Linked DNA regions of Sus scrofa: region 1 is linked to region 2. Evidence: chromatin contacts called from public Hi-C data. All regions are on one chromosome and are shown on one strand. Each heading gives the region's core, a stretch centred on a gene start, on an enhancer-like site or on the middle of the called end of the contact. The rest is flanking DNA. Distances are from core to core; before and after follow the strand shown.

Region 1 (3,709 bases), core at 876-3,375, 2.4 Mb before region 2:
TCTTAGTTCATAGCCAGATTCGTTAACCACTGCGCCACGACGGGAACTCCCAGAAATGGATTTTAAAAAGTGCTGGAAGCAGCCATGGGGAAAGGGAGCGAAAAGAGGCAAACTAGAAGGGAAATGGTTATAAAAGGTAAATGAGGAAGTCTGGTTTAGAAATCCTGGGGAGGGGGGTGGTTTGGAGTTCCTGTTATGGCTCAGCGGAAATGAATCTGATTAGCATCCTTGAGGACGCAGTTCAATCCCTGGCCTTGCTCAGTGGGTTAAGGATCCGGCATTGCTGTGACCTGTGGTCTAAGATGTAGCTTGGATCCTGCGGTTGCTGTGGCTGTGGTGTAGGCCCTCGGCTACATCTCCAGTTCAACCCTAGCCTGGGAACCTCCATATGCAGAGGGCGCAGCCCTAAAAATACAAAAAAAAAAAAAAAAAAAAAGAAGAAGAAGAAAAGAAATCCTGTGGGAGGTTCACTCACCAGACTTGCAGTTTGATCTTTTTCCCCTCTATATCCACAGTGCGAATCTTGAAATCAATTCCTAAGGGTGGAGAATATACACTGAAATTGAGACATGAATGTATATGCACGTCAAAGTGTGTGGTGAGATAGACAGGAATCGAGCAGGAGCAGTGCCAGCAATTCTGCAGGGAGGCACTTGGGAAGCAATCTTGGAGGCAGTGCAAAACGAGGAGGATTTTCTCAAAGCTGTATGTGTAGAGCAAACATACTGTTTTTACAATCAAAAGTAAAGCACATTGATTTTATGGATTTTGTGGGGGAAGGCGATGAAAATTCTGCTGGGAGTCTTAAGGCGTTTAAGGCACTTCTTGGGTCCACTCAGCCATGTCAGCTGACAACTGTCTTAATTCAATTTGTCTCCTCCAAAATATTACTTTCAGATTTTTCCTCTGTTTTCTTAGAACCCTCTACTCTTGGTTCTCCCACCTACCCTCCTGGCCCTAAGGGTAAAGAGCGAGAAAAAAGGTAGCTGATGCCAATCTATGCGAATTAACTCCTAAACCAAATTTGCAACCGAGAAAGCTTGGGGCTAAACAAGATTCCCTCAGAGACTGACTTAGGAGAGAGGGGCATTTTCCCCTCCCCTTTCTAACCAGGATTATCTTGAGACTCTCCTTGTCTTATTTCCCAGGCCAGAGATCCAGAACCAGGAGAGGGGAGGGGGGAAACAGTGTCCTTAGGGCAAACTTGTGCACCTCCCCCAAGCCTGTTGGGAGCTCCAGGGAGGAGGCTGAGTCACCAGGCTGACTCAGAGACCCCAAAAGTCCCCTCACTCCCACCTTCCTCACCAGGCTGATTGGATATTCATGATCACAGTCCTTGGGCCACTTTCCAGCACACCCGGCCACTCCGTTCCATCCTCCCCAACCCCCTACTAAGTTGAGAGGCAGGGAGGGTGGAAAGTAGACCGTAAGATGGGGATGCAATTGGGAGAGTGTGCCACTCAGGAGGACGGAAAGAGGTTAGCAGAACTGGGAGCCAGATGTTCAAGGAGAGTGTATACAGGAAACATGGAGAGGGGTCAAGAGTTCTAGGTGGGTGGGGGTGGGGAACAGGAGCTGAGAGAAAAATGGCCTTCGTGTGGATTTGGGAAGGCAAGGGAGACAGGTGGCACCAAGAAAACCAGGGATTGGCACCACCGAGCAGTTATCTGGAGGTCTCAGAGAGGTTAGAGGTCCGGGTGCCATCCAGAGACGCATAAGGGGGACGGGTCTGAGACAGGGGTTGAGGGGCTGGAGTTTAGAAGCCTGACTCTAAGGAGGCAGTTGTGGGCCACTAGTAACCCCAGAGCCTGAAGATGAGGGCCCCGGGGGGAGTCGGGATCTAGGGTATCGCCAGTGGGCTCACCGATGGTGGAGATGTATGTGTTGTTGAAGTTGTCCTCTGCAAAGCGAATGATCAGACAAGTCTTGCCCACCCCCGAGTCCCCGATCAGCAGCAACTTGAAGAGGTGGTCGTAGGCTTTGGCCATGGCGGACACTGGGGGTGCCGGGGGAGGGGTGGGGAAGCGCCGGGCACCGGGAGGCGGGATTGGAGGGGTGGCCGACTGAGCGGCCGGGAGCCCAGGCCAGGAAGTTTTCCTCCCTCTCCGCCCAGGCTCCGGGAAAAAGGAGAGGCGGCCCTCCTCTGGGCCCCACCCCCTGCCCGCCCACCCCTTTCTGCGGGCCGAGGAAGCCAGCCCAACCTTCAGCTCTCCAGGCTTTCCCTTCTGGAGCAACGTTGGCCTGTTTCTCTAATCGATTCCTCCAGCTTTTGGCTTGCCATCGTTCCCCTCTTTTGACTTCATTCTTCTAGACTGAGGCCAGGAAGGCTAGGGGGAAGTAAAGTAGAGATGTAATCAAAATGACCAGGGGAAGAGGAAGGAAAGGGAATGTTTGGGGGAATAAGGGTGAAGGCTAGGATAACGCTGGGAGTTGGCAAAAATTGGGGATTTTTGGAGGGGCGACTCAAGGAAAATAGAACCGTTCTATTTTCTAGAAGGGGCAGTTCTAGAATTCTGGTGTTATTGTTCCAAGCCCTTAGTTTCAGAATCCCAACTTCATTTGAAAAAAGCGGGATGCTTGGAGTAGGTGGCTATTTGTTGAGTCAGTCTGCCCCCTGGTGGCACAGAGTGAAAAATTGAAATTAACAGTACCATCGAATCAGTCCCCCACCCCCACCCCGCTTCCACCATCACCTCCATCCCTAGCTGCGTGCACCCGCACCCTTCACCTAGATACATTCTGGAGCTTCATTTTGAACAGTCTTCCTTCTGGGACCCTGTGTGTGAATTCTCTGAGAAGCCAGCTCAAGAAGACAGAGATGGAGACCACAAGTCTCTGGCCTCATTCTTTTGATGAATGTGGATCTTTTAACACAGCCCTGAGGCAATACTCCTAACACCTCACTGAACAGACTGTGAATGTGTAGCCTTGGCAACCTGGAAGCTGAAATGCAGAGAACATGGCTATAAAGAAACTAGTTTATCTTTGCCTTTGGAAAAAATTCTTCAAAATATCTGCTTTTCTTACAGTGGGTCGGTAGAATAGTTCTTGTACGATGCACTGGTTGAGAGGGCATCTTTGTCACTTATTCCTGTCACCTTCTGTGCCGATGCTTGTCCCTTCTCAAATACAATTATTCAGTCCCCATTTGTCCTTTATCCCATCATCCATTATGTCTTCAAGCTTCATGACAAAGCTTGAGTGTTCTTTACTTCTCTTCTCTGGTCAAATTATCTCTCCTTGGTCCTTTAAACGATTCTTCAGTTTTCATGTACTGTTCTGAAAATCCATCAGTTCTTTTTGTTTTGTTTCTTTGTTTTGTCTTTTTAGGGCTGCACTCATGGCAAATGGTTCCCAGGCTAGGGGTCATATCAGAGCTGCAGCTGCCGGCTAACACCACAGCCACAGCAATGCCAGATCCAAGCTTTGTCTGCAACCTACACCACAGCTCATGGCAAAGCTGGATCCTCAACCCACTGACCAGGGCCAGGGATGGACCTTGCATCCTCATGGATACTAGTTCGTTCTTAACCCACTGAGCCACAGTGGGAACTCCTCTATCAGTTCATTTTTGTTTAATTTTATTTTGTCTGGATCTGAACTTTTCATCCCCGCCAATATCTTATTCTTGTTCACCTCTCTAAATTGTATTTAATCTGGTGCATACACGCTTTCACTGGAACCCCATCTTCATAGTACTCTCTCCTTA
Region 2 (3,355 bases), core at 334-2,833:
GGTTCCCCCCACCTCCACTAAGAGGCAGTCTGGACTGGACTTCCCAATCCCACAAGGGCTCTGCCACTCTCAGCCCCACATTTGAGTTGGCAGCATATGGAGGCATTTTTTTTGCGGGGCTGAGGAGCGAAGGATAACAGCGGGTAATTTCTAAGACGGACAGATTTCTTCTGTCGCCCCCCAACCATTCCTCGACCCTCCCAACTTCAGATCTCTTACGATCCCCCAAACCAAAGTTTTCTAGAAGCGAACTCCGCCTCCATCTATCCCTTTCTGAGCAGAGATCCTTCTTAACCATTTAATCTAGAAGAGGAGAGTTTGAGCTAGGGGCAACCATCAGTGAAGGTTTAAACTGGGGGTCTTTAAGGGGGTCCCTGAAGGGGATGGCTGTGGCGCCGGGGCGGCGGGGGAGGGAAGGAGTAACACGACTGGCCCCAACCCAGGCTGCGCGCCCGAAACCGCTGGGAGTATGGGGGCTGGGGGCGGAACTAAGCACGCGGAGCCGGGGGCCGGGAAGTGACCGGCGCCCTCGGATCCCCACGCCGCGCACACGCCACTACGCGCGGACGCCGTCTGCCCAGGTGTTCCCAGCCGCCGCCAACCCCCCACCCCCAGCCATTATATAACCGGCGGGTGGGCTCGGAGGTGCTCGGGAAAGAGTCAGGGACTCGGACATCCCCCGCCCCCACCCGACCCCCCCTGCTCTGCGCGGAGCGCTCGTGCCCTCCCGGGTGTTATGCAACCCGAGCCTGGAGGTGGCTAGGAGGCGGCGGGCCGCGCTGCTCACCCGGGCCGGCCAGTGTGGGTAGCCCTTCATCTTGGCGAACACCAGGTCCCCGCATTTATACTCCTTCTGCCGGTTGGATCGCGACATGGCGGGGCTCCGGGCGCCCCGGGCTCCGCGCCGGGCCGGGAAGCGCGAGCCCAAGTTTGCGCGTGCGGCGGTGGCGGCGCCGCTCCGCTCCGGCCCTCGCGCGGCCCCCGCCTCGATGGTGGCCCCCGGCCCGAGCTCCGGCGCGGCCACGGCGTCTCCGCCCGCGCGCCGCACGGACGGGGCGGGCGCGGATCAGGGGCAAAGCTCCGGCGCGGTGGGTGCACGCTCGTGCAGTTGTTTGTGTTTGAAATTCAATTGCTCCCTCTTCTGCGCGAGGCCTCTTCCTCCACCCCCCGCCCGGTCCCCACTCCTCCTCCTCCTCCCTCCTCCCTTTCCCACTCCTCCTCCTCCCCCCTCCGCGCTCCCTCCCGCGGCGGTTTGATGCGTGCAGCTTCTTGACGCCCCGTGCCTGCCCCAACCCGACGCCCAACCTGGAGCCGCCTGGCGGCGCGTGGCGACACAGGCGTAAGGAGCCGATCGCCGAGCAAGCCGAGCAGGCTTTGTGTGCCCGCTGTCGGTGGGTGCCCGCCAGCCCGGGAGGAGCTGGCGCCCGGCTGGACGGAGCGGCCTGGCGCCCCTCCCCCGGCCCCACGGGGCGCTCCCAACAGCGGCTTCAGCGCAGTGGAGTGTCGACATCTAGGCGTAGTGTCTCCCTGCCCACGGCTCCATCCCTGTCCACGAATGTTTGCTCGGCACTTGCGGTGCTTGGCAGAGTGCTGGGCGCAGCGGCGAGAGCTGGGCACCGCGCCCCTGAGCGCACAGAGGTTTGCCCTGGACCTCGACGTGCTTACAATTTGTGGGGTCACCGAAACGTCGGGGATTGCTCCGACACTACGGCCTTTGTGGAATTTGGTAGCCAGGAGGTGTCCGAGGGGTTGTGGCACAAAGTGACCGCGATCCATGTGCATTAGATAGGTCTCGGCTTTCTGTGCTATTTCCTGGCAGAAGAGATCTGGGTTTTACCACTAGCCACGGGCCCAAATATGAACTCTTTTCTTTTGGGAAGAGACAGTGTAAATCCCAAACCATTGGTAAAACATCACTACCTCTCTTGGAGGGTAAGAGTCCGGGGAAGAATCTGGGAAGGCTTCACAAAGGTGATGACTTTGAGTTGGGCCTTAGAGGACAAATGTAATGTTGCCAGATTCCAGAGACCACATTTTAGCCTAGGTTATATGTTAAGAATTGATAGAGCCAAAAGTTGAACTCAGGTCTCTTAAGCCAGACAAGACTTTGCTGTAATTACATCTTTGATTTGCTGTCACTGTGTTGGTTTTGGATTTGCTGAAATTCCAGACACCTATGATCTCTTAGAAATGAGATAGTTATTTAGATCTTACCTTATACCATGTTTAGATCCTTAAAATTTTGCAACAAAATATTCTAGGTTCAAAGAGAGAAAACAAGCTTTTTTTCTTTCCCCATGAGTTTCCTGATCCTGCTTCAAAGCATATGCAGAATCTCCCTGCAGAAGTGCAGGATGAGGCCAAAAGGCCCAGGTACACATTCTGCCCAGCTATTCACCAATCATAAGAACTTACACTACCCTCTGAACTTCTCCCTGAGCCTCAATTTCCTCAACTGTGAGGCAGGATCACACTGCTCCCTGCCAACATCACGGGCATGGAATGGCTGCTTATCATTAGCCGAGGCCTGAAATTGCTCCCTACAGCCTTCCTATCTGTTGTCCTTATGGTCATGACAATGCATTTCACATGTTTTGCCTTTATAATAATGTGGTCTCTCAGCATAATTCTGCCTTGTGATAGGAATCCCTCTGGTCCTATACCCAGGCCCTCCAGGCCCCAGGCTGCTGGCACAGCAGGGCACTCTGCACGGTCCTCATGCATGCCCTTAGCCCCAGACTTGTCGAGTTATTTCAATAGCAAATCCAAACTTGTTGCAACAGAGCAGCTAGATCCCAGTTGGTGTTTACTCTACCATGCATTCCAGTTTGAAATGCAGTCAGTGTAATAGTCCAGATTCTGTCAGGCTAGTACTTTTCTTTGTTCTTATTGTTAGGAGAGAATCTTGTCACAAGGTCTTAGAGATGTTTCAGTAAATCCAGTGTCACCACTGGTTTCCTTTTAGTGTCCAGGCTAGTATTATAAATATGCTGTTTCAGTGCAACAAACATGTTTTTAAACTATTTTCCAATTTAGCACATCCCAAATTAGTGAAAACCAAAGAGTCCTATCCATTTCTCCACTTTGTTGCATGGAGATGGCAGTAAGGGCTTCTTAAATTTTTTTTTTTCTTTGCAACAAATCTCTTGGGCCTGTCACTCAGGTCACCATGCAGATGCTGGTTGCAATAAAACAACCAGGGTTCCCTTTGTTGCAGTAATCTCCCAGGCCTTGGTTGCAATTTAATATCCAAGTTCTCCTTACAATAACATCATCAACCTCACAGCTGCCCCTAACAACCAAGCCAAGAGCCACAGAGGGTCAGTTACACGGGGCAGGCATAAGCCTGCTTCCC

The links. A called contact is a pair of places that touch in the nucleus more often than the background predicts.
Region 1: a Hi-C map of omental adipose tissue shows a contact between it and region 2, with 1.6 times the contacts expected there. The contact joins the promoter of RAB13 here to the promoter of HDGF in region 2.

What each region holds. Positions count from the first base shown.
Region 1 is chr4:95,703,509-95,707,217 of Sscrofa11.1, reverse strand. It overlaps RAB13 (ras-related protein Rab-13), which reads right to left and starts at 2,125. Exons shown (of 8, transcript XM_013997080.2): 1 at 1,865-2,125; 2 at 476-536. The coding sequence starts at 1,988.
Region 2 is chr4:93,339,309-93,342,663 of Sscrofa11.1, reverse strand. It overlaps HDGF (hepatoma-derived growth factor), which reads right to left and starts at 1,583. Exons shown (of 6, transcript XM_013996955.2): 1 at 1,306-1,583.